3 separate regions of the Zea mays genome follow, and all the other regions are linked to region 2. A link is a contact called in public Hi-C data. All regions are on one chromosome and are shown on one strand. The core of a region is the stretch at or near the end of the contact, and the rest is flanking DNA. Distances in the headings are between cores, read along the strand shown. Region 1 holds the start of LOC100193180. Region 2 holds the start of LOC100383416. Region 3 holds the start of LOC100277623.

Region 1 (4,163 bases), core at 1,062-3,561, 550 kb before region 2:
TAATAAGCAGTGAACGTGTTGCTACTCCTGGCATACGAGAACATACGACTACTTACACTACATCGTTGTGCTCTTCTTCTGCTGCGCTACAAGTCAAATGGTAGCGATCAATGATTTTGTACTTATATGTTATCTTGGTTGAACGTGGTAGATATGCTAGTCCATAGCGTACCCGTTTTTGTACAGACTGATGATGGGAGTTTCTCCAACAGTCTAACCAGTGTAACTCGGTAGAAGTTGGCAGAAAACCCCAACAGATGTGAAAGCAGTAGTCAGCTATTAACCTTGACAATTAGAGTGACTAAACCACACCTGGCAAAGCAATCACAGCATGCACACTATTGGAGTGGTAAACATGCAGCGATTATTCCAAAAGAGGAGTAGGTATTTTGTATGGGTTAAAATAAAAGAACATTGTAAAAACTGAGGAACTGATTGTCTTACTGGAAGAGGCATCAGATGTAGCTTTCATTGTTGTGGAGGGAATGCTCGATGGTACAGGTGCACCACACTCTTTGCACTGAAAAAGAGAGATTAAGGAGGGCATTAATGCATTACAGAAAAAAGTTGAACCAAAAACACATTAAAGGTCAGAGTGCACAGCCAAAATTGAGAAACATTTGTTAAGGCTATCTATGATTTCAACTGGACCAGATTAGCGTAGTTTATAATTACCTGAGTACGAGATGAATAGTTATGAGATCCACAGCTGCAGAACCAATCTCCATTACGCCAATCCTTTGGAACACCTAAAAACTGATTTGGGTTGCCGTTGCCAAATGGCCAACCAGAAGATTGCATCCCATATCTACCAGCCATCCCATAGGGCCAGTTTGCATTTGCAAGTAGTTGCTGCTGCAAAGGTGAATTGGCAGCCATCCCAAAGTTCATGTTATAGGCAGAAGCAGAAGCAGCAAGGCTTTGTAGTCTTGCAATATAAGTTGCATAAGCTGGCATAGCCATCCCTGCCATTTGCAATGCTGGCATTGCTGCTTCCTCCTTGGGCAAGCCACACTTTTTGCAGTTCTTTCTGGATGCATAATTATTGTTACTGCAACCTATTCATCCATTTGCCGCATAAACCAACCAGCACAGTAGGCAGCAAAACGCACCGAAGCACACCCACACCCACCACCACCATGACCAGCCATCACGCACAAACCCATAGAAAGGAATAGACACACGCACACTAGTCATTACTTAGCACATTCATTGGTAAAGTTTTTTTCTAATATTATCTACATATAGCAGCATTCAATGAACAAAATAAACAGAAGGAATAATGAAAATATTTCTAATAGGTAGTAGCAACAATTAAAACACAAACAAAGATCATCCAAGATACTTTCAGAACATATAGTGGTACTAACTACCCTGATTACAGTGCTTATAAGAGAGGTATACAGTTTGGTCAAAAAATTCTAGATCAAAGAGGGTGATTGAACTGATTTGCATGGAAAGCTTAAGGAGCGGTGGTCAAATAATTTGTAGAGTTTCCTTTCTTAGTTTGAATGAAGTTTCTAGTTCCTTTATTTACACCTGCTCTGTTTTAAAAAATAAACACTCATCATTTCAAATGCAACTAACTTACCTTATTAAAATGTTGTCTGCATGACTAGAAAAGATCATGTTTGGATGAGTTAGGGCTACTAGATGGGTTAAAATCTAGCTGAGTTTGGCTAGCTAGTTGGCTAACAGCTAGTTAAAAACTTGGCTAAAAAATTAGCACGTCTATTAGCCCTCTTGTTTGGATGCACTAGAATCAATTTTAGCTAATTTTAGCTAGCTAGTAATTAGATCTTGAATCCAAACAGACCCAAAGTCTACAATAATAACCAGGGCTATACCAACATACTAAACCTAGAGCGAACACAAGGGATGAAGGAGAAATGCTAGATTCACTAGACTATCAATGCGCTGCATAGGGATGGATGAGAGCCTGCATCTACAACAAGTGACGGGTGATTCAGGGCTGGGTAATAATGAAGGGTAGCGTGGCAGGAGAGGTGTTACCGGTGCAGATCCAGTCCCCGGCGCGGGGTAGCCACTTGGAGTCGCGCGGGGTGTTGGGGTCGACGAGGAGGCGCGGATGCTTGCAGCGGTTGCAAAGCGAGCGGAAGGCGTAGTTGCGGTTGCCGCAGCTGCCGCAGTCCCAGTCGCCCTCCCTGCCGCCCCCTCCGCCGCCGCCGGACGACGAGCCCGCGCCTGCGCCGCCGCCTCCAGCCATGGGGAGGAGGTTACGCGAGCTGGTGTGGGGACGGGGCTGGAAATGGAGGAGGTGGAAGGTTTGGCTGGCTCTCCTTTGTGGGCGAGGGATTGATTTTGGGGAGGAGAGAAGGCCAGGCAGCAGGAAGCAAACAAGGATCCAAGGGGGAGCAACCGGGTATATTCCGGCTCTCACCGCAACACACCGATGTATGTGCGGGTTTAAATCGCTGAGTTTTCTTTTTCTTTTTTTCTCGAGAATTGTAAAGAGATTTTTTTTCAAAAAAATGTAAAAAAATTTAACCATTGACATCCAATTCTCTTGGGCTCACAAATTGAATCTTCCGTCCTATAAGACTCATCCACATACATTAATTTCCTAACGTCTTTTATACTCATTATTCTTTTTTACTATTGGCGTTTTTTGGGCGCGATGTGCAGACTCGAGGCCTCTACTTCTAGTTCTCGCCGGATCAGTTCTCGCACCCCACAACGGTTTGAAAGAAGCGACCAAAGTCCCCTCATCTTAAAGAAGTCATCGGCATCCTATGACCACTCGTGCTGCCATTTAGGGTTTCAACCCCACCCTCTGATGCCACCATCCGCTGAGGCTGTGTCGTCGTCTTCGCAGGTATGCTCTCCTCCATTTCTCTGGCATCCTGACCCGCCCTTCCGTCTCCTCCATTTCCCATCCCCCTCGCTCTCTGCTTTTGACCACGACGTTCCTCCCCATCTCGCCCGCGTCCGGATTCCCCCTACCTTCTCCATTTCATCCTTAGGCGCATCCCACCTCGTTGATTCATGTCACGTCAGACTTGGTTGCAGCTCCTGCAGACATGATGAGGCAGTCGCAGGTGTCCGCTCAGCTGTCGTTGGCTCCTACAAAGGTATGGTCTGCCACATTTCGTCGTCATCTGCAACCCCCCCATGTTGCCTATACGTCGTTTCTAGGTTTTCCACCATAGATGCGTCAGTGTTTAGGGTTTGCACCTTACGTGCATCGTTTAGTGATTCGATCCCATTTGTTCTAGGGATGGTGTGCATCATACGATTCAAACAAACAAGTACCACCTCAATTCGTAATTGTGTTCTTATCTTTTGTAACGAGGAATTGTTATCTTGGTCACATATTCGGTCCACGTGTTTGTGTTCGTGCATCCCGACTTGGAAAGGTATGTTGATGAACTTCACTTTGGTCCAACATGTGTGTCAGTGATTGTGTTCTGTGTTATGATGTTGGTTCAGGGGACATTGTTGTGGGGTGCCAATGTGCGTCTACAATCCTTTACTCGGTAAGACAATCATAGATGTTCCAATGTTTTTGGTTCTTCCTGTTTATTAATCATGTGTTAGTACTCCACCCACTTTCATTTTGTTAGGCTTGACTGCTACTCTGCATGCAAATCATTAGTTGGGTTTGATAATAATTATCTACTCCTATTAGTTTGTCAACGCAATGGTATACTAATTACATAAATCCAAATCGGATGGACTCGGCAAACTCCATAGCCGACAAGGCTATTGGAATGATGCAAGAGCTATCCAAGAAGCTTTGTCCATAGCTAGGGAAACAATACGTTTGGGACAAGATTTGACCTCTTTTGAGGCTACCAAGCTTCGTATAGAATTGGAGGACATAGTGAGCATGTTGGACCAAGACTCTCTGGTGTGCCAAGAGTGTTTGGATAAGGTCAATAATGATAACAACCTTGTTGTCGACGATTACGTGCCCTTTGACATGTCTTCACCAACCTCAACTGAAGAACTATTCGGTGAAGACCGGGACTTCGCCGAGCACTTCAAAAACATGTGGGGTGTTGAATACGATTCAGATCAGATGCTATCCTTTAGTGACAATGAGCTCTAATTTAGTGGGTCGGGAACTATGGTTTAGGTAGCATGCCTACTTTTTGTGTAGCCTAGTGTTTAGGCTATTGCTACCTATGTTCCAGGAGGTA
Region 2 (3,821 bases), core at 527-3,026:
GGGGGGCAGTTTCATCCAAAAATATGCTAACAGGGAAGCTTTCTAGAACTCCCTATAGAAATGCATAAGCATGGAAGTAATAGGAAAATGAAATTCCTTTCTGGGAAAACAGAACATTGGTCAATAGGCTATTTTTGTTCGAATACAAATAAGTAAAATTAGAAAACAAGACCAAAAGTGTATCACAAGGACATTGACCAGCAATTCCTTCTACCATGTTTTCATGCATAAATTGGAGAGATTAGAAAATGAAATTTAAGGCAACGTGCAAGGACAGCATTTCACAAGAAACCTTGATAATCAAACTACCTAATTGGCGAGCTTCCTCCAAGGAGAGCTCCAAAACACGTTTCGCACGTGGTGTGAATGGTATTTCAACAGCAACAAAACCATTGCCGCGGCCAATAATCTTCTCCACCTCCACACGTGCATCCTTAAGATTTATTCCCATGGACTTGAGCACCTTAGCTGCAATACCAGTGCCCTCTCCAATCAGACCCAAGAGGATCTGCTCAGTTCCAACAAAGTTGTGGCCCAGGCGCCTTGCTTCCTCTTGCGCAAGCATGATGACCTTAATAGCTTTCTCCGTGAACCTCTCAAACATTGCCTGAGTGACAAAACGAGATCGTCTTGTCTGTCGCGATGACCTGTAAGATGCAACTGCCGACCTGGAATTGGACACCGTCGGTGTGACCGAGAAGCTATGCACTGATCTTAGACCCACAAATGCTGACATCTTGACAGGGCGGCTAAGTGACACTGCCAACATAGAGGCAGGCCTCCTGGTGCCATGGGACCTCCAACAATGGGTTCTCATGCGACCCCCAAATGGTGTTCCCAGGGCAACTGACTGGAGTAAGGTCCCTGCCATGGTCACAAATACCGTCACTTGACCTGCACAAAGACATTACAACGGTTAATCAATATTAAAAACCAATCTTCTAAAATTCTCCGATACACACAAAAGGTCAGTTATAATCATGCGCAGGAATAGTGCATAACAATCATCAGTATGTTGCCCTTGATCCATCTCATCTCAAACAAATTGCAAAATCAAAATGTGCTAGAAAATGGAGAATAAACTGTGCCAAACAATATTCTATACTGGAAACGGGGAAAGCCTCGTTTCAAAAGAAAAACTGTGCCAAACAAAAATGAAAAAAAATTATGTGCAGGCTTAAACATAGCGGCAGATGTTCTGCCGCTTCCTAGCAAATCAATCCGCGGCAATCTGGATGGATAGGGGCACCGATACAACGCGCAAAGATTTGGAATTGAGGGCTCACAAAAAAGATGTTTCATTTCCGGCGACAGAGAAATTCACAACCGAGCTCCGTTTACCGATTGAATTAGTGTTTCAACCTCGCATTTACATCGATTATACCTAAAGACGGAGAAAGATACCTTGCCGCTTATCCACAACCAAAACTTTAAACAAAAACAAAATCAATACCCCCCCCCCCACCCCAACCCCAAAAAAACAGCGATTAAGTGGACAAGAATCAGAGCCCACTAACAACACATGATTGCTAATCCTAATCCATCCATGTATCCAGGGATGGACACCTCGAAACGAGAATCAGGTGGTAGCAGGCAAGAATCCCATCCAAGAACAAAGAACTCACACACAGAAGACGAGGATCGCTGGAGGTTCTCACCTTCCGAGGAGAGGGAGGAGGAGGAGGAAAGGGAAGGACGGTGCGTTGGTGTGCGACCTCCCCTGGTCCCTGGAGATAAGGGGGCCGCTGCTTTGGCCGCCCGAATGTCCAACAAGAAAGAAAACTACTGATTGTTCTCTCTTTCTCCTCCTTTCGTCTAGCCTCCTGATTCTGCCTTTTTTGTCTGTTTCCTATTTTCTTTTCGCATTTCTGAAACTTCTGAGGATGGGAAATTATTGGCAAACATGAAATTTCTTCACAAGGGCAGATATTTTTTGGGGAGTAATAGATTTTTTTTCCCATCTAAAATATGAGAACAGAAACAGCAGTATTTTCTTAAGTGTATCTTTATGCAACGCAAGTGTTGAAAGGATAAAAAGTAGCGCTGACAAAACTAACTTGAGCACGGCAAAGAAACGGAACTCATTTATCTCAACTTTTCCTTGACGTATTCAAATTCAAAATACCAAAATTGTCGAGAGCATGATACAGAATAGCAGTGGAGTTCAAGATAGGCGAGAGTACACGTAGTCGAGTTCAAGACAGGCCAGATTACACCTGTTTAAGCGTGTGGTGGGTCGTTTGGTTTGGCCTGTGTCTAACTCGTGCATAGTTTCAGATCTTTCTTGTTGAGCATTCGGGCCACCACCACCAAGACATGGAATAGGGGAGGTCGCACACCAACGCACCGCCCTTTCCGTTGGACATGGCGGGTAAGTTTTTTCCGGTTATGTTGGATTTTGAGTCAAAATTATAGCTTATACTAGGCTTGTATATTGTTGTGGTAAAAAACTATAGCTCGTACAAGTCCATTGTATTGGTAAGGTCCGTTAAAATTTTTTTGGCAGGTACGGTGGAGTTGATCGGATCAGGTGGTTCATACTCAGGTCTAGACGAGATCCATGTTGACACCCTCTGAATCATCAAATAAAACAAAGCTATTACATATCAATTAAACTAGTACCCACTGTGTCACCGAAAAGAGGAATGGAACAGGATACTTTCCCATGCAAAATTGTAAGCATCGATCAATGCATAGAGCCACGGAGGAACATAAGAAACCATCAGGTTTTGTATAATTTTTCTTTTATATAATATGGATGTGGTTGGACTTTGTAACAACTTTCTAAAAGCAGATATTTTTCTCCGTTCAAAAATAAGTATCCCAAATTAAAATATGGTTTAGAGAATTAATAAGTTCATACAAAAGCTAAAACGAACACTTTTCATCTCAAATATTTAGTTTTTAATTTTATGTCTGGAGAACGGAAGGAGTAATACGGGTGTGGTCGGCAGACAACACAAAAAGATCTTAACATCGACCCGGGCGAAGTGCTAGATGGGGGCTTTTCTTCACACCTCGTAGGCCATCAGTTCTGGAAAATCAGCGCAGCCGCAAAATGATTTTGAAGTGTACACTCCAGCTACGGCAAGGATTTGTTGCCACTTGAGTTGATTACAGTGAACGTCAATCAAAAAAGGCCTCTGAAGAATCCTCGCCGGATGGCCAAGCAACGCGGAAGGCGACAAATGCTAAGAATACAAGTGGCACTTGTACTGTTGCAGATACTTGAACAGGAAGCTTGAACTTTACAGTTGGAGAGATGCCATTATCATTATGCATACTCTTGAACACCTTGTTTGGCACACAATCGGACTATCGTGCTTGTGACTATATAAGCACGGGGCGAGACGGTCCGCGCCCTCGTGACGGCGAAAGTACATATCTAATATGTAGTTATTCTAATCTATCTACGGTGGAACAACTCACTGGCTTTGAGAATGACAGGTATCCCGACCACGTCTATAAACTCTCTAAGGTGCTCTGTGGACTTAAGCAAGCATCAAGAGCATGGTATGAATGCCTTAAAGATTTCCTTATTACTAATACTTTCAAGGTTGGGAAAACTGATCCTACTCTCTTTACTAAGACTTGCAATGGTGATCTCTTTGTATGCCTAATATATGTCGATGACATTATATTTGGTTCTACTAATCAAAAGTCTTATGAGCAGTTTAGCAGGGTGATGATGCAAAAGTTCGAGATGTCAATGATGGGCGAGTTGAACTACTTCCTTGGATTTCAAGTGAAGCAACTCAAGTAAGGAACCTTTATATCCCAAACAAAATACACTCAAGACTTGCTCAAGAGGTTTGGGATGA
Region 3 (4,084 bases), core at 293-2,792, 670 kb after region 2:
ATTGAGAGGCTAAACTAGAACTAGACTAGAACTACTCCTAATTGTACAGGAAATAAATGCGAGATAGAAGTATTATTGATTCGATTCATCATTACAAATCGGTCGTATACCTCTCTATTTATAGAGGAGGGGGCTGGACCCTTTACAAACTAATTTCCGAGCTAATTCGGCGAATCTAGCTAACAACCGTAGCACAAAACTCGGAACCATAATCTGCTATGCGCACGCGCGGACCGTCCGGCCCACAGGTGTGGACCATTCGCCGCTCAATTTAGTGCTCAACACTCATACAATCAAACAAGATCTTAATTAGGGAATCAGTCTCAGGAAATTCAATATTTAGAGGAAAATTCAAATTGATTATATCATAATAATATAAATTAAACAAACAATATTTAAATTATAAGAGACATCTATTTTTGAGTTTAATTTGTTATTTTACAATAGACTATATATTGAGGTTTTAATATAATTTAGTTTGTAAGGGTAGGTACGCCGAGACGGGAATGGAGAATGGTTTCTTATCCTGTTCCGCAAATTTGGCGGGGACTAATTTCTCTATTTTGATCTACGTGAAGACTAAATTACTAGCATCTCCGTCCTTTAATAGGGAAATTCTCGCGGGAACCCCATAGTTATTTCTAGTTGTGATAGATATATAGTTTAGCTCTCGCAAGGCTATCTCCAACAACTTACTCATCCTTATTCCCATATTTAAACTCCACTTTATGAACAGTACAGTCTATGAACAGTATAGTCCATAATACAAAACAATATTTTTAATAACCATATGGGTGAACTGTTGAACACGTTTTAAAGCTATATCGAGCAGCTCTATCACTTTCTCTATGTCACCTGTTAATTTAAACTTCATATTGCAAGTATTGCTATCTACAATATAAAATACTTACTCAGTCCCAAATTATAATTTGTTTTAAACTAAACACACGTTCAATCGATAACTTATGAATGTAGTTTGTATGTATGTCCATGTTTATTATTATTCATTCAAATGTGGACACACAAAAAAAGTTGGTAAAAAGGAACTATATTTTGGACTGGTTTTACACTACCAAAAATGATTATCGTAACAGTATGCACCACGCAATGTTTAGCACTCAAGCTAACGCTAGGTCGTCTAAATGAATCGAGTAATAGCGCAATCAACAACTCGCCAAACAAGCCTACTATATATTGAGGCACACAAAATCACAAGGTTTTGTTGAGTACTCGAGGAGCACGAGCGCGACCATTAATAAGAAAAGAAGAATGAAGAGGCATCCCTTTGTCGATCGCTAGAAACATCCATCATCCATGCATGATGCTTGACGCCTTGATGCATACTACTACTGGTACGTATGACATGATTCCCCACCTGCTCCTCCATGCATGGCACATGTTATGTCCATTCCGTCCATCCATGCACCAAGGCGGGTCCCACATCCCACCACCACCACCATCAGCGAGCCTCCGCACCGCACACTCCCCAGCCTCTATCCGGTCCGGCGGTACAAATAGCCCCCACCCGCCACCCACTCAGCACCATTTCACACCCTCTTGCCTCCCCGTGACTACCTCGCTGTCCCCTCTCAGTGTCCAAGCGACGACACCACGCCGCCGAGATGTGGATCTCAGATTCCGCCTTTGTGGAGCCCTCATCTTCCTCCCCATCCGCCTCTGCCTCCCCGCCGCCGAGCCCGCCACCAGCACGCCTTCTCCGCCAACGCAACCGCCGCCGACGCCGCAGCAGCCGGAAACAGGGCAGTGCCAGCGCCGTCGACGGCGTCGCCGACCCCGAGGCGGAGGACGTGTGGCGTGGGGCGCAGTGGGAGGCGGCGTGGCCGGCGCGGCGGGACTCGAAACCCGTCGTGCTCGCGGGCGGAGACGACGCGGTGGGGCGGTCCAGGAGCCTCACGGACGACGACCTCGAGGAGCTCAAGGGATGCGCCGACCTGGGCTTCGGCTTCAACTACGACGAGATCCCCGAGCTCCGGAGCACCCTGCCGGCGCTCGAGCTGTGCTACTCCATGAGCCAGCGCCTCCAGCTGGACGACGAGAAGCCGCAGCAGCACGAGGCCGCCGCACCAGATGCCGCCACGCCGTCGCCGCCTGTCACCAACTGGAAGATCTCCAGCCCCGGTAAGCAACACATAGCAGATCGCCGCCTGTCTTCCTCCATGACTTGACTTGGGATTCCTTCCTTCCTTGGTCACCGGAGCGGAGAAAACCAACTTGTCTACATCAAGATGGAATCTTTTCCCGTCACGGAACCAACCAAGGACACCACTTGTCGACGATCTGTTCGCTTCTTTGTTTATCGGCATATGTTCTAACGAATGCAGTCCTTTCTTTTTGGATAGCGCAGGTGACAGCCCTGACGAGGTGAAGGCGCGGCTCAAGTACTGGGCGCAGGCGGTGGCGTGCACCGTCCGCCTTTGCAGCTGAACGGCGCCGAACCATGCGCGCCATTCTTCGCCGTCTGGAAGCACACACCATGCCGGTATGCCGGCCGCCACCACACAAGAAACCAGATGACCAGACCTGATCGCGAACACGTTGCTGCTGCTGTAAAGTGATCCAGGTGCAGCGTTTCAGCTGCGACGGCGGGCGTTGGCAGCTGCCATGATTGCAGCTGCAGAGTTTGGTAGTTGTGGTAGCAGCACACATAGGGGCTGAGTAGATGGGTTGGTTGCCCGACCGACATGCTGTGCTCTCTGTTCCAGCTGAGCAACCTGCCTCTGCCTGATGAACCAACCATCCGAGTGTGCAGCAGCCATCTCCAGTGGAAATAAACTATTGTAATTGTACTGCTAGCAGTAGTGATCAAAATAATGCGCAGAGTAATTAGTACTGCAAGCAAATCGGGGAATCATTGTGAATACATAAATCTGTGGATCTCATTACTATACTGTTATCTTAATCATTAGCTGGTGTACCTGCTACCTACTGCAGCTGTTTGGTAATAATGGTGCAGATGCTTTCCTTCTCTCTCGCTTGCAGTTTGGTGGCACCTGGCTGACCAGAACGATAGATTCGGCGAAATAAAATAAAATGCAATCATGTGCACCGCAGCCATTAAGATTTTTATATGCATTTCCTACCCCATTCCAAAAGATTCCAAACCACATACACCACCTGGAGCTGAAATTTGCGAACAAAGAACATGACAGTTTCTACAGCGTCAATATCATGTGAACAGTCCGAAAATTACAAGAGGAGACCATTTGTTTAAGTTTTTATAAAAAACAGAAAAAAATATTACTACTTGAGAATGGCCATATTTTCACGTGCGATCTGCTATTGCAAAAATCCTTCCTTTATTTTTTATCAGTGGCCATTATACTATTTCAAATAACTATTAAGGGGTGTTTCTTTGGAATTATAATCTACTCAGATTATATAATCTAACTTATTTTAAACTAACATCTAGTTTAAAATAAGTTAGATTATATAACCTGGGTATATTATTATCTCAAACAAACACCTCCTAAATCAAGATGATTTTGTAGGGGTTTCCTTCGGTCTTATATACACGACCAGAGAGTTATCCGTTTATATGTTGTGATCACTATCTACTCCGTTTATCCCCTTCTTTGTGACTGCAGTCCTATATATCCGGAGTCTTGATCCTCTTGTTGCCCGAGTTATCGCCGAATGCATAGCTCCTCGAGTGATTGCAACAGCATTACCCGAGATATCAGTGCTTTCAGTAGCGCCTAACTCGGACGTCAGTCTTTGTCGTCTTGGATCAGGCTCACCTAACCCCGACTACATCCTGCCTGCCCATCCTGTAGGACGACACAGTAGGAGGCACGTTAGGCGGCCCGTGAGAAGTGTTAGTGTCCATGAGGACCCGAGGATATCTACCCCCACACAGACCTCCCCTATAAATATAAAGGGGTATGACCGATTGAGGTAACACACAATCGATCCAATCAATCTATCTACTAGTTCCTTTACATTATTGTCCTAGGAGTAGTAGTAATTAGTCTTCCTTATCCCTAAACTTCACATATCTTCGATTCAATGTCGTTTAGGGGAGAACTCCCCTAAAAAATTAAAGGGTACGACCGATTAAGGTAAT

The links. A called contact is a pair of places that touch in the nucleus more often than the background predicts.
Region 1: a contact with region 2 is called in a Hi-C map of leaf, with 7 times the contacts expected there. The contact joins the promoter of LOC100193180 here to the promoter of LOC100383416 in region 2. A contact is called at or near these places in 4 of 25 Hi-C or Micro-C datasets (ear, endosperm, leaf and 1 more).
Region 3: a Hi-C map of bundle sheath shows a contact between it and region 2, with 3 times the contacts expected there. The contact joins the promoter of LOC100277623 here to the promoter of LOC100383416 in region 2. A contact is called at or near these places in 2 of 25 Hi-C or Micro-C datasets (bundle sheath and ear).

Annotation. Positions count from the first base shown.
Region 1 is chr10:36,712,431-36,716,593 of Zm-B73-REFERENCE-NAM-5.0, reverse strand. It overlaps LOC100193180, which reads right to left and starts at 2,311. Exons shown (of 7, transcript NM_001359304.1): 1 at 2,014-2,311; 2 at 676-1,058; 3 at 445-520. The coding sequence starts at 2,227.
Region 2 is chr10:36,163,162-36,166,982 of Zm-B73-REFERENCE-NAM-5.0, reverse strand. LOC100383416 reads right to left here and starts at 1,776. Exons shown (of 10, transcript NM_001176069.1): 1 at 1,659-1,776; 2 at 310-894. The coding sequence starts at 871.
Region 3 is chr10:35,493,908-35,497,991 of Zm-B73-REFERENCE-NAM-5.0, reverse strand. It overlaps LOC100277623, which reads left to right and starts at 1,542. Exons shown (of 2, transcript NM_001398266.1): 1 at 1,542-2,139; 2 at 2,366-2,988. The coding sequence starts at 1,623. The coding sequence ends at 2,445.